Linked DNA regions of Lactuca sativa: region 1 is linked to region 2. The links are chromatin contacts, called in public Hi-C maps. All regions are on one chromosome and are shown on one strand. The core of a region is the stretch at or near the end of the contact, and the rest is flanking DNA. Distances in the headings are between cores, read along the strand shown.

Evidence for each region. Hi-C and Micro-C count contacts between places; a contact is called where the count stands out from the background.
Region 1: a contact with region 2 is called in a Hi-C map of seed, with 4 times the contacts expected there. The contact joins the promoter of LOC111908303 here to the promoter of LOC111908302 in region 2. A contact is called at or near these places in 2 of 4 Hi-C or Micro-C datasets (leaf and seed).

What each region holds. Positions count from the first base shown.
Region 1 is chr1:164,259,814-164,264,232 of Lsat_Salinas_v11, reverse strand. LOC111908303 (peptidyl-prolyl cis-trans isomerase FKBP42) reads right to left here and starts at 1,520. Exons shown (of 8, transcript XM_023904126.3): 1 at 1,258-1,520; 2 at 620-710; 3 at 225-464. The coding sequence starts at 656.
Region 2 is chr1:163,940,999-163,944,854 of Lsat_Salinas_v11, reverse strand. LOC111908302 (putative zinc transporter At3g08650) reads left to right here and starts at 1,316. Exons shown (of 6, transcript XM_023904124.2): 1 at 1,316-1,472; 2 at 2,118-2,885; 3 at 2,960-3,244; 4 at 3,337-3,465; 5 at 3,594-3,691; 6 at 3,786-3,856. The coding sequence starts at 2,400.

The DNA of each region.
Region 1 (4,419 bases), core at 271-2,770, 320 kb before region 2:
ACACTTGGGGAAATGGAAGGAAAAACAAACGAGGGAAAATTTTGAAAAAAGTTGGACTTAGTGGGGAAAGACTCCTTTCTTTAACTTAATCTATTAAGTCATTGTTTTCATTAAGTAAAAAAGAAACACCCATATATGAATCTTACTTCCTATTTCTCACAAGTCAAAAATATAAAAATGATCGTTTTTATTGAAAAAAAAGGCCATAAAAACAGGGAACTTACAAAAGCATGTTGAATATTTTGATGGTTTGACACCATGTCCTTCCTTAATGATTTGCTTTGTAACTTTTTCATGGAGGATTTCCACTTGAGAATCAACTTTTGGAGGACCTTTATCATCTTCAGAAGCTCCTCCATGCACAAATGAAGATCCTTCCATCACAATCTCTGGTTCATCATCTTGTTGAGTTTCATGTGTCATAGAAGAGCCATTAGACATCATCTCATTTTCACCATCTTCACCTGTAATTTATATATAAAAGCTTACATAACAATCATATATTTATAAACAGGAGTTCCAATTTAACATTTTTGGTCAACTATCAAACTGGGATACTTTCTCAACAAAGGAATATTATCATAAAAATGGAAGATGATAAGAGATTTTGATGGATTACCAACTGATTGAATCGGCTGCTGTTGCACTTCCTCCATTTCCAAGATTACTTCCTAGACTTCTTTCAACTAAATGAGAACCTCGAGTTTGAACTGAAACAAATTCCCAATCAAATTACATAAAATTAAAAACCCAAATAACGAAAACCTACATTCACAATCGCAATCGCATCTCCAATTACAGTTACAATATACTCGAATTGGCAGTTTACACTGCAAATGGAACCAATCTCCTTCGATAATAAGAATATCTTAAATGAAGTACTTGTTTTTATATCGATTTCCTCCCTTTTTCTACATTTTGCTGAAGTTACGAGAGCATAAAGATAATCATGATTTATAGTTTAGTGCGATTTGAACTGAAATCTTACCTACTTTTGAATTAGAATTTCCGGGGTTTATCTTTACTTGCTTAGAGGGTGTTTAGGATTTGCTTATTTAACCAATTAAGCAATTTTTGATAAAAAGAAAATTGGGATTAAAACCAAACCAAAGATCAGGAATTCGATTAAACCACGTATCAGACAGAAATGAACCTCTATATTCAAAATCTAACAAGAAATTCATGTGCACCATCGATTCCAGAAAATAATAAAAAAATCATATGCTTACCAACCCAGAAAAAGAAAGCGTGACCTACCAGGTGATCGGAGAATGAGAAGATTGCAGCCGGCGCCGGAGATGGAAGGTCTGGAGCGGAGAAGGGAAAATGGTCGGTGGTGTGGGAAGATGCAGGTGAACGTTGTGAAGAACTGTAAGGAGGCTGTGAACGACGAGTATAATTCTATAAGCTATTTCAAAACTCAATCTCGAATACTCTCTTACTTTGTAGTGATCGAAGAAGATTTGATAGTATGTGTGTGTGTTTTGACCAAATAATTCGCTTGGGGGTTTTAAATTGATTGTGCTGCGGCCTGCACATGCGGAATATGCACAATCTAGAAGGCGAAACTTTGGGACATTTTACATTTCGGCCACCATTGCTTAACATATTTTCGGTTCTTTCACTTAAAAATCATGTTCATTTTACATTTTGATTTTTGATATTGTATTTTCTTAATCATAAAGATTTAGTTGCAAATTTAACTAAAACATATGTTTGTTTCATGTCTTATATGTTTCTTAATTGTTGAGCAGGTAAAAAGTATGTCACTTTCATATATGATCCTAGGTGACATATATTTATACCGAATTGAACATTTATGTAGATTTGTATTCATTATTGTATTTGTATTTCTTCTCTAAGAGTCATGTGGTTTCACATATTGGTTTAAATGATTCATCATCTCTCATAGTGGTTTAAGCAAATCATGGAAGATTTTCTTTAGGAGATGTTATTATAGAAAATCTTCATTGCATTGTTTACAACACTCTCAAATGATGAACCACTAGTGTAACACCTTAATTCTTTTTACAACAAAAATTAAAACTTTTATATAGGTCCCTTTTTTAAATGTTAAATATGATAGTAGCACTTCATTTAAAAAATGTTCCTTCGTCGTCACATAAAACATAATGCTTTAGAGTAATAGCGAAAGTCTTCTTAAAAAAGTTTTTAAAACATACCGAACATATTAAACTTAATGCAGATGGTGGTCAGACCATTTTTTTTTCCTTTGTTCACCCCGAAAGGTCTTGCAAATATTAATAAACAACAGGTAAGCTTAAAACTTAGTGAGTAAAAATACTTCTCACATAAATCTGAAATACATATTATTGGTACCAACATTATATTGTCACTTCCTATTATAATAGGGTCACTTATAACAAACTGAGATGTAACATCCTAATTTTTAACATAAAATTTTCATACTCTAAAGACCTATTTGTCATTAAAAGATCACCACCATACATTTATTAATATAAAAGAAAGTTTTAGTGGAAGTCTAAAAACATAATTATTTCTTGGATGCGAGTACAATTATGCTGGAGCTTTTTTAGTTTCCACGATTAGAAGAACAACCTGAAAAACATTTATTCAACAATTGTAAGTCAATGCTTAGTGAGTTTTCCAAAATCTCACATATCACAATATATATATATATATATATATATATATATATATATATATATATATATACAATGCATTTGCATAAAGACCTTCAGTATAAAGCTGGTCCGCTTGACTATCTTGGCCTTTAGTACAAATTGGTTCCTCATCAACTTGCAACATAAGATATCAACACACACACATACACACACACACACACACACACATATATATATATATATATATATATATATATATACACTAAATAACATATAGTTTAACACTACAGACAAATGACTAACTACCCTATCCGTCTAAGAGAACAATCACATCCTATCATACAATGATACATATTGTTATATATAGTATAGTGAGAAAACTCACTTGAACAATCCTTGAAGCAACAACATAGGTAGTTTTGCAGACAGCTTGACTAATACGTTCAACCTATGATATACTATATTCATTAATTCCAAATATACTTTTCTTGGCTATCAAATAAGGATCATCCAGTCAAGATAGTCATGAGGCAGAACCATTTCTACATACAGCTTTTCTGAAATCCAACAACCTTACCAATATATCTATCCTAGACACCTCTCCTGTACATAGACCAAACATAACATTTACCGAAATTAATGACTAATCTAATACTTATAGGTTTATAACAACGACTAATGGTATAACCATTTATAGGTTGGAATAAGTATAACTTACTTGATTTCGACTAAGCCCGAATATCCGTGCCTACTTTCTTATCTTCTTTCGAAACTTTCAGAGTTCGCTAACTATAATATAGAACGACAAGTCATATCACTAGGGACTGAAATGCTCGAGGATGAGAGGAGAAATTCTTGAGAGAGAATGGTGCAAGAAATGAGGAGGGGCTAGCCTCCTATTTATAGTGGGTTTCAGAGGGCATGTCATGCCTCTCTATAGGCACAATGTGTTTTGTGGTGCCACGTGTCGAATATCAGGTGGTGCTATGTGATCACCGGTAAATGGGAGACTTGGGGTCTGCAAATTCCACATGGTGTGTTTCTGTGGAGCCACATCACCCCTCACATGTATTTTCTCGTATTCTTCGGTAAATCGTAACTTTCCCATACGAGCTCCATTTCGACGTTGTTTATGTCCACGAATTCGTATTTATGTGTAATACAAATTTCTTTTGGATTTCAACAGCTAATTCACAGTCTATCTTCACTTTATATTTTGTAAAGATTATATTGTGAATGACCTTGCGAAATTCATAACTTCTTCATACGATGTTATATTTTGATGATCTTTATACTCACGAGTTCGTATTTTCATTTATGATACCTTTCATGTGGAATACATTGGCTAAAACGTAATGCATAGATACTTTGAATTTCATAAATAGATATTTTTATATTAAATTACACTGTAAGTGAAAACGGGGTGTTATAACTTTCCCCTACTTACAAGGATTTTGTCCCCGAAATCTAACTGAATAACTTTAGATAGTTACTTATCATCTCTTCTTCTGGTTTCCAAATCCGTTAAGATCATTTCTGGTGTTGCCACTATACTTTTACCAAATCAATCGACGTGTTGCAGAAGGTCTTTGTCTTCCTATCTAATATTGTAATTGGTTGTAGATTCATCCGTAATGCACTTCCTTAATTGAGAAGCATGAAAAGTGCTGTTGATCTGGCTAAGCTCTTACGGTAGATCCAAATGGTAGGAAATCTTTCCCATTCAAGCAATAACTCGAAAAGGTCTAATATATCTAGGGCCTAACTTGCCCCACTTCCAGAACCTGATGACACATTTCCAAGGTGAATCCTT
Region 2 (3,856 bases), core at 67-2,566:
GTCCGATGGAGTCAGTTCCTGACTTCGATCCGATGCAGTTTTCGGACTTCGGTCCGATGCAGTAGGCAAGGCCCAGTGTGTGTTTTATATGCATTGTATGGTATGTGGTAGTTTGGGGGAGCTCACTAAGCTTCGTGCTTACAGTTTTAGTTTTGGTTTCAGGTACTTCCGCAAGTAAAGGGAAGAGCTCGGAATGATGTCATCGTACACACCACAACTTCAGTTTTTGTCCTGGGAGTTTGTTTTGATTCTTAGTCTGATTTGATACAGTTGTTTCACGACATTTTATTATGATTTGAGATATTTGACGTATGGTTTTATGATATGACGTTCAGTATATGATTTTTTATTATTATTAAAACAAAAAATTTTGGGTCGTATTTTTGGATGTTACATAACCTATATTGTTTTTTTCTTTAGATACTATCATTGATTTATTGACATACACCAGTAAGGAGAAGGAGACTGGTGAAGGTTGATGTAACATCAATAGACCATGAGTTAACGACAATGCATGCGATTAGGTCAAAGGTTAATTCAAAAGGCATATGGTTCTACATCTCGAGCTTAATTATTGGGAGAAATTGGTGTTTGAAGTAATGTTTGAACATCAAATTTTATAATAACAATCATAGTTTGGCGAGATTCATTAGTAGTCTCCACATGTTGTCATGACGAAACCAAAAATATTTTGAGGGTCTTTGAAATTGCATTATAAGCTTGTTAAGTACCAAACGTAGTTTAAGAAATGTTTAAATTAGTTTATATTGTACCGAAAAGTAAAAATTTGATAATTTGTTTATTAACGAGTTATTTTTTTCATTCCGAACAATCAAAATGGTTATTAAGGACACCATAACACAAAAAACCATAATAACAAACTATATTTTATGTAATAAAAAATTCAAATTAACTTATCATGTGAAGCTAATTTAGATAAAAAAAAATCCCAAACATCGTTTAAAAACCGTACTTTGATTTATTGTGTATCATTGCTTGCATTGTAATTAATAAATCTTTGTTATTATAAAGGACTTCTAGTACAAAATGAGTTTGAAGTATATATCACTTGGGTTTTGGGTTTGATTTTTATAAATATTATAGTTTGCTTTCAATCATGATTAGAATTATATTTCTTGATTTGTTATGATATTGTCTAGGTTTTCATTTTTTAAGTTTTCTAAATTTTATTTTTGAATTAACGCGTGAAGGTATAAAAAGTAATTTACCCTATAGAAAAATCGTGACGCGGATGTAACTAATAAAATAGTATAGGGACTGAAAGTGAAAATAGATAAGAAAACAGGGGGTTCGACCGCGGAATTCGTCGTCACAACCGCGGTTTTTGTCTCTCATGGCAGAATCTGCGTTTCCGTCATCCGTGGGTTGTTAAAGTCGTCTCTCTATCTACGCATTCGGGATTTTTGAAGCCGTAATAACTGTCCATGACGGCTGATTTCTTCGATTAGCAGGTTCGATCCTTGATTTTTTATACTCTCAGGTTTACGTTTTTAGGTCTTAGGGTTTTTTTTTCTTCAGATCATTTTTCTCATAGATCAATTAATTTTTTTATAGTAGATGTTTTTGGAGTCCGAAATTGAATACGTTTCGATAATGGATGCTTCATTGCTGTGCTTCTTAGCTGTAAAGCTTGGAGATTCGCGTTACAATTTTGATCCCTCCCATTTTTTTGTTTTAAACTGGGTGATCAATTTGGGTTGTAATCTGTGATACAATAAAGGTTAAGAAATTAAGAAGTGATTAATTATGTCTACTAGAATCAGTGATAGAATGAAATTTCAATTCAAACGAAGACAATGCTCTTGATCCGTTGATCCAACTAAAATTGTAGAATTCCGCTTGAGAATTGCTTTTATGATTTAATACAGAATTCAAGGCAACAGTCTTAGCTGCTCAGATGATATGAATTCTGAAATTGTGTAGTACTTAGTCATGAATTATCTAGGTTAAATTCAGAATTCCAAAATATATTCATCCCATGACTTCTGAAATTGATGATGCTCAATGTTTTTAGTTTCCGTTTTGAGATGACCCACATAAGGTGCAGATTTATAATAATATTCCCAATTTTATCGTCTTTTTTCTTGAAATTTCAGGTGAGACACACACAAGCTCAAGTGTCCAAGAAGGCTAATGCAGATTCATGTTTATATTCAAAAAACCTGAACTCTGCTTTAGCTGAACTTGCTTGATGAGTTGATGTGGTTTTAACTGAAGGATTGATTCACTATATTCCATTAACAAACAGTTCTCAAAGTCATTTCTCCCAGTGATTAGGGTAATATTGGTATAGAAGTGTTGATAAGAAGTGCACCATGGAGATTTTCTGTTGAAATCAAGATAGATTAGGTTGTGTATAGGAATTAGGAACAAACACAATGGGTTCAATACATAAACAAATCTTCATACTCTTTCTCTTTTCACTAGTTCTATATACAACTTCTGCTACATCAGATTCAGAAAACAAGACTACTACTACAGAGAGGCTAATAACTGCTCCATTGAAGGACACCATAGGAAGTGTTATAGATGGAAACAACTTAGGTGAAGTCTTTAACACCATTAACGAAGAACTTGATGGAAAAAAGAGTGGAAACTCAAACTCAAACTCAAACAACAGGGTTTCAGTGACCACTGTTGCTCTGTTTACATTAGCCATGGCTGCTGCTACTGGTTTGGGTGCTTTGCCATTTTTCTTTGTTGAACTTGATGCTCAATGGGCAGGAATATGTAATGGAATGGCTGCAGGAGTTATGTTAGCAGCAAGTTTTGATTTGATACAAGAAGGAAGAGATCATGGTAGTGGTAGTTGGGTTGTCATGGGTATTTTGACAGGTGGCATCTTTATCTGGCTATGTAAACAGGTATGTACTGAATCTATAACCTCATTTAAAACTTATCTTTTGTGGGTATTATTACATTTTTATTATTTTTATAGTTTCTTGAGCATTATGGTGAAGTGAGTATGTTGGACATAAAAGGAGCAGATGCAAATAAGGTTATTCTTGTAATTGGGATCATGACACTTCATTCTTTTGGGGAAGGTTCTGGAGTTGGAGTATCTTTTGCTGGATCAAAAGGTCTTTCTCAGGGTCTTTTGGTAACTTTGGCTATTGCTGTTCATAATATTCCAGAAGGGTTAGCTGTTAGTATGGTTCTTGCATCAAGAGGAGTCTCTCCACAAAATGCTATGTTATGGAGTGTAATTACATCTTTGCCCCAGGTATAATACTAATACCCTATTACCCTTTTCTTTAAATAATTGAAAGTTTCAATCTTTGATATTTTATGTTGATTATATTTTTATTTTGACAGCCTATTGTAGCAGTGCCTTCGTTTATATGTGCTGATGCCTTCAATAAAATGTTGCCATTTTGTACGGGGTTTGCAGCAGGGTGTATGATCTGGATGGTTGTTGCTGAGGTTCTTCCGGATGCATTTAAGGTAATCGGAAGAATGGAATTGGATTCCTTTCAACCTACCATGGAATGGAATCTCAAATTCCAATTCCAATTCCACAAGATTCTTAATGAAAAATATTTGAACGGTTTCTTTCTGTCTTACTTTTATAGGAAGCATCTCCATCTCATGTTGCATCAGCAGCCACTCTTTCAGTTGCCTCCATGGAAGCTCTTGGAGCCATGTTCCAAAATTTCGGCCTCAATTACAAGTAAGTTACTTTTCCTGAATTATTTTGAGTTCAATTTTTTTTTTTTTAATTTCTTCAATTTAAATTTTTTTTAACAAAATTTTCTTAAATGTAGTTCAGAAGGCGCATCCGGCTTCCTAGTCTCCTTACTCTTTGGTCTGGGTCCATTACTAGGCGGCAACATCC